Linked DNA regions of Mus musculus: region 1 is linked to region 2. The links are chromatin contacts, called in public HiChIP or PLAC-seq maps. All regions are on one chromosome and are shown on one strand. The core of a region is the stretch at or near the end of the contact, and the rest is flanking DNA. Distances in the headings are between cores, read along the strand shown.

What was found. HiChIP or PLAC-seq counts read pairs in DNA pulled down with a chosen protein or histone mark.
Region 1: a contact with region 2 is called in a CTCF HiChIP or PLAC-seq map of large pre-B cells, with 3 times the contacts expected there. The contact joins two enhancer-like sites. A contact is called at or near these places in 1 of 15 datasets of contacts at CTCF or cohesin (large pre-B cells), 3 of 484 Hi-C or Micro-C datasets (cortical neurons, myocytes and uterus) and 2 of 115 datasets of contacts at active chromatin or transcription factors (acute myeloid leukemia and large pre-B cells).

Annotation. Positions count from the first base shown.
Region 1 is chr5:21,259,500-21,262,199 of GRCm38.p6, forward strand. All of the region lies in intron 19 of Gsap (gamma-secretase activating protein), which reads left to right. Among named protein-coding and RNA genes, the nearest start is that of Gsap, 75 kb to the left of the region's middle. Within about 2 kb of position 1,417, at least 28 of the 459 cell types and tissues checked have an H3K27ac peak or open chromatin away from gene starts, as enhancers often do.
Region 2 is chr5:21,478,311-21,481,186 of GRCm38.p6, forward strand. Fam185a (family with sequence similarity 185, member A) reads left to right here. Exons shown (of 8, transcript NM_177869.4): 8 at 2,022-2,876. The coding sequence ends at 2,134. Among named protein-coding and RNA genes, the nearest start is that of Fam185a, 55 kb to the left of the region's middle. Within about 2 kb of position 1,626, at least 20 of the 459 cell types and tissues checked have an H3K27ac peak or open chromatin away from gene starts, as enhancers often do.

The sequences.
Region 1 (2,700 bases), core at 167-2,666, 220 kb before region 2:
ACAAACATTTTCTGGGAAAATAACTTGGTAGTAAGGTGGTTGCCTCACATATGTGAGATCACAGGTGGAATCCCTAGAAATACACTTTTTTCTTTTATCCAGTAAAGATAATATTTCATTTTTGTATATTCTTATACATATAGTTTTTCTATTGGTTTATCCCTCTAAGGTTCAAGGTTGAGTATGTCTTATGGTAAAACACTATGACTTTTTTATAGCTTTGATTTCTTCTTCGAAACTAATATTCAATAAAAGTTGTGGTAATCTACATGGTCAAAAAGATATAGGGGGCTGAAGAAATGACTCTGGGGTCAAGAGCACTGCTGCTTTTCCGAAGGACCCAGTTTAGTCCCCAGGTCCCATACCACATGGCTCACAGTGACCTTTGACTCCATTCCAGGGGATCCCACACCCTCTTCTGGCCCCCATTAGCACCCACATATGTGTGCCGTGCACACAGAGAGATGCACATACATATACATAAATCTAAGAACAAAAGAATTTAGGTAGGAGTTTATTGCAACCTTATCAACATTGTGTGTTTTCATTTTAAAAGTAGAAGGGTAACAAGAAAGTTCTTTTTGTCTTTTGTCCTAATTGGCTTACTTACTGACCATTAGTAAGTGTACTCTGACTACACCTCCTCTCTCCTGGCCAAGTCAAGGAAGGGAGGACAATGTGAGATGGAACAGCCCCTCCCGATGTGACATGTGCTCAGTCTAGGGTTGGAGTCCAGGTGTGTCCCCTCAGATTCAGATGTTGAAGTCCTGATCCCTGGTGTGATGGCTTTAGGAGGGGACAACTACGGCCTTATGATTTGGATTGGTCATTATTGTTTTTTTAAAATAATGAAACCAAGCTCAATGCTTCCTACCTTATGATGTCACAAGGAAGACAGGACGGTGTCCCAGTTTCAAGAACTGGAGAACAAATGTTCGTCATTTACAAGCCATTAGTTGATGGTGCCTCATAGGAGCTGACTTGGGGACATGTTGGGGCAAGTACACCTGCTTAAGGCAAAAAGCTTCCTCTCTTTGTAAATGGCTTACCAAATAATCTTAAAAATAATATAAAAAGCATGTCTTGGGGAGGGAGCTAGAGAGATGGCTCAGTGGTTAAAAGAGTTGCTGTTTTTTTCCGAGGACCTGGGTTCAGTCCCGGTACTTACATGGTGTTTCGCAACTGTCTGTAGCTCCAGTTCTAAGGACCTGCCACCATCTTCTGGTCTCTCCAGGTAGCAGGCACGCATGCGGTACACATACACCTATATACCTGCAGGCAAACATGCAGATACGTTTTTTAAAAATGTTTAAAAGCTCTATTTGTTTTTTTTAAAAATTGCCATACGGGACAAGGACGATGCTGTAAAGAAATGTTGTCAAGACTGACCTTCCTCAGGAGGGCTTTGATCCTTAGTAAGCTATCGGCTGCCCAGGGGAAGCAGCAACTTGCGTAAAAGGCTAAAAATAGCTCCTAATTTTATAGTGAGAAGAGAAATCACGAAAACTATTTAACCACAGGAAACCAAAGAGGGAAACTATAGCTTACTCAAATATATGGGTAAAGAAGAGAGTCTGCTTCAAGTAGAGGACTGGGCAGTTTTACCAAAGTAGTTCTGTCTCTCTCTCTTTCTCTCTCTCTATGTCTCTCTATCTCTGTCTCTCTGTCTCTGTTTCTCTGTCTCTCTCTTTTTCCTCCCTCCCTCCCTCCCTCTCTTCCCCACTTCCTCTGTCTCTCCTTCCTCAGCCTCCCAAGGGCTGAGATTCCAAGTGTGCACCACATGCCTGGCTCAAAATCAGATGTTGTTAATTTATTTAATCACGTGTTCAGAGATTCCTGAGTAGCTGACCTGGAGACTGGGAAGGCCAGGAAGACGTGACTCCCTCCTGCTTAGGGCATGAGCTGTGACTCCTGCAGTCTTTCAGGTACAGGGCTACTGAGCAGCTGGGAAGAGGTTGTTTGCCACCTCCTGAGCATCTGGTGGAGGGTGCCACCTGGGCTCTTTATCCAGACTTTGCTTGTACCTCTTCATTCAACATGTTTGGAAGCTGCTTTAACTAGACAGGGCAAGAAGCACAGAAGGCACTAATTCCACCGTGCAGACAGATACCATTGTTTGCTGGCAATCTGAAATACTGGCACATCCACAATGTAACAGCTCGCTGCTCTGAGCCTTTAGAGCTGTTGCTCTGGGGAAAAGGAAGCCCTGTTCCAAGCTGGTTCTGGGGGTGGGGGTGGGGTTAGGATTTTCTAAAGTTTGGATTGCATCTGTGTCCTGGGAGAGTGAATTAGTTACAGTGAGAGTTCCATTAATGTCGTGAACATAATTTTATGATACCACGAAGCAGCATGATTTATCATTCATAGAGCCTCGGAGCAGTGAGCTAATTCCTGCCATTTTTTGTAGAGGGTGGATAGCCAGACTCCCTACCTACTAGCTATAAAGCTGAGAACCAGACCCAGCTAGAAAATTATTTCTATTCCTTTCTTATCAGTCACTCTGAGCTTCAAGAAAGCTAAATGTGAGTTAGACGGCCATAATTATAGATTACATTTAAAATTGTCCAGCCTATAAAAAAACCAAAACAGAATGGCTGATAAAACTCCCTAGTTGGGTCAGGGAAGTGGACTTTTTGCCGGATCCTGGAGCAGGAGGAAGCTTAGCTATATCCTGAGACTTGAATGAGATAGCTGTGTGCT
Region 2 (2,876 bases), core at 376-2,875:
TGATTGGTCATTATACATGCCTGAAGAGCCCTAACTACTAAGGATGTGTGTCTGCCAGGGTGTGCTCTGTGAGAGCAGAGTCCTCTGGCCCCGGTGCACTGCAGCTTAGTGTGCTGTAGAGGGTAGGAGCAGAAGTTGCCCTGGGGCAAACCTAAGAGCTGCTTGCTTCCCAGGAATCAGGGGTGCTCTGAGTTAACTAGAAAGAACTTGGTATGTATTTGGGAAAACCTGGAGTCGGAGTCTAGAGAGTAAATGGCAGGATTAAGCATGTTGCAGAAACTGTTCCTCCCACTTGTTGGAAACCATACTACCTAAGAATAGGGTGACCCATTTCTTAGCCACAGGAAAATTGTCTCCTTTTTCAGGCAAAGAGGCACATAAGAACTAAGGTTTTGAAACCCCAGGTTCCAGTGCGTTGCAAGAACCATCTGAAGGCCTAGAATAGCATCCGCACAGATCCGGGCCAAAGTACCAAGAGCTTTCAGTGAAAGCTGTCAACAAGATAGGACGGTTACAACGTAATAGAAGTTTGTGAAGTGCCTCCCTCGCCTTTGAGCACGGAGGCTAAGCTGAAATCACTCCCCGGAGTGTTTGCTGCCAGCAGCGGCCCTGTGTTCTTGGTTCACCTGCTTCAGAAGGACATGAGTAGACCAGCCTCTCACTGCAGGTAAACCCACTGGCGGGGGCAGCGATGTGACCTGCACACGAAGGCAAGGGTCCAGCTCTTCCTGTTGTTAATGCTTTCTTACTGGTGCTAAATGATGTGCAACAGCAAAAAGTTAAGGATTTTCGGTCTTTCCTCCATGTTTATTTCAAAGCTCAGTTGTGACTTTTAAGTGCAAACTGTGGTGGCTCTCAGGAGAGAGACTACTCTGGTACCTTGATAGCGGGACGGCATAATAACTTCACTGAGAAGCAAAGGGTCTGCCCTACGGCCACCACACACAGGGTCAGGAGAGCAACACAGAACCAGCAGAACCCCGGAGTGAAGAGACTAAGCTAAGATAGCAGAAACAGTGGAGGTTACGGGGAGGAGCTGTCCCAGAAGTTCTGTGGATTCCACTGTGAACACTCAACGAGTATTGATGAGCTTGCTTAGGGAAAACTACCAGCAACAACCTGGAAAGTGATACAGCCTCAAAATGATTGTTAAAAAAGACATGTTTAAAAGTACAATTCCATTTATGTGAAGTTTTAGGAAATTCAAACAGTCCACCATGACAAAGCAGATCACCGGTCACTAGACTGTGGAGTGAGGAGGAATGGCAGGCAGGGAAAATGTGTTAGTCTTCTTTCTGTTACCATAGCAGGCGTCTGAGCTAATCCACTCACAGCAAGAACACTGGGGCTCACAGCTATGGAAGCGCCAGTCTCTGATAAGCAGGCCTCTTACCTTTAGGCCCTGTGCTAAAGCTGCAGTACATCATAGCAAGGGACAAGGGACACTGCAGCTGCTCCCCTCAGGGCTGCAAAGTGAGAGGAGGATGCAGAGGGGCTGGGACCTCATTGCCCACCTGGAGGGTACATTTCCAGTGGCCGAAAGGCCTGCCACTGAACCCACTTCCTAAAGTTAACACCCTTCCCATAGTGCAGTGGGTGATAAAGCCTTTAACACACAGGTCTCTGGGGGATGGAAGGCGCATGAAAGCTCGCAGATCACAGTGTGGGAGGAAGTGTGGGGTTGGGTGATGTGCTCACTGTCTTGACTGGGAAGTTGACTTCCCAGATGTCTACACTTGTCAAACAGACTGTTGTGTACCGTACATACAAGTAGCTTAATTACGCATCCATAGAATTCTCTTTTTTAAACTACTTTAAAAGCAGTACAAATATCACAGCTTCATCTCAAGCAAAAGAGGAACAAAGCTCTGTAACATCTTTGCGGCTTTCCCGGCTCAACCCTTTTTCACCAAGATACTCTTTCTTAGGTATGTCTGGCTTTTGACATACACTAGTAAGATCAGTGAGTTCAATATTGTTCTTGGCTGGTAAACTGAACTTGGTGCAATTTTGTATTTCAGGACTCATGAATCAAGCAAGCAAACACGAGAGATGGATAAATGCCATTGCCCCCAAAGGCACTGTAAGCTTCCAGCATCAGAGCTGGTTTCAGTCCCTGAAGCTGCCGGACTGAGCGCGGTTTCAGTGCATTGGATTTTGGACGTGGACTAACAAGCAGACGCCAGTGTTCATAGAAACATAAAAAACAACAGCGTTGCCCGTGAGTTCTGGTGAATGGTTTCAGGCGCTTCTGCAAAATGTGTATGTAATTCCGCTATTCATTGTCTGTTGTTCTGTTCCAGATTATAAAAGTCCCCAAGATATGTCTTAGGACCTCCAGTGATACCTGAAACCACAAACAGTATCAACGCTGTACACTGTGGGGTTTTTGCTTTTAATATAAACACATATGACAGCCAAATGCTTTTTCTATACAACTAAGCAGTTATTTACTCTGGCCAAAGCCCTTACCAGTTTAGTCCCAATATCAAAACTAGATGCCTTTCTTTTTCTTCTTTACAAGTTCACAAACAGTGTGTCCACCCTGACTGTAGGGCCTAGCAGCTTCAGCAGATGATTTTTATTTTTAATTTTTGCTTACTAAGTTGAGAACGTTTACCTTTTTCCTAAAGCACTCTGTGGCTTCTCTTTGCCAGACCTAATTAGTGATGTCAGACATGACACTGTGGTTGTGCTTTAGCGCCATTACTAAGCTAAGGCTTCTTGAACCCTGGTACTGTGTGCTACTGTGACAGTTTGATGGCCTCGGTAACTACTGAGTGACTAACGGACGGTGAACACCCAGCATGCGCGTACTGGCAAAGGAATGCCTCGCAGCCCAAATGCAATGGCAGATTTCCTCACGCTTCTTCACC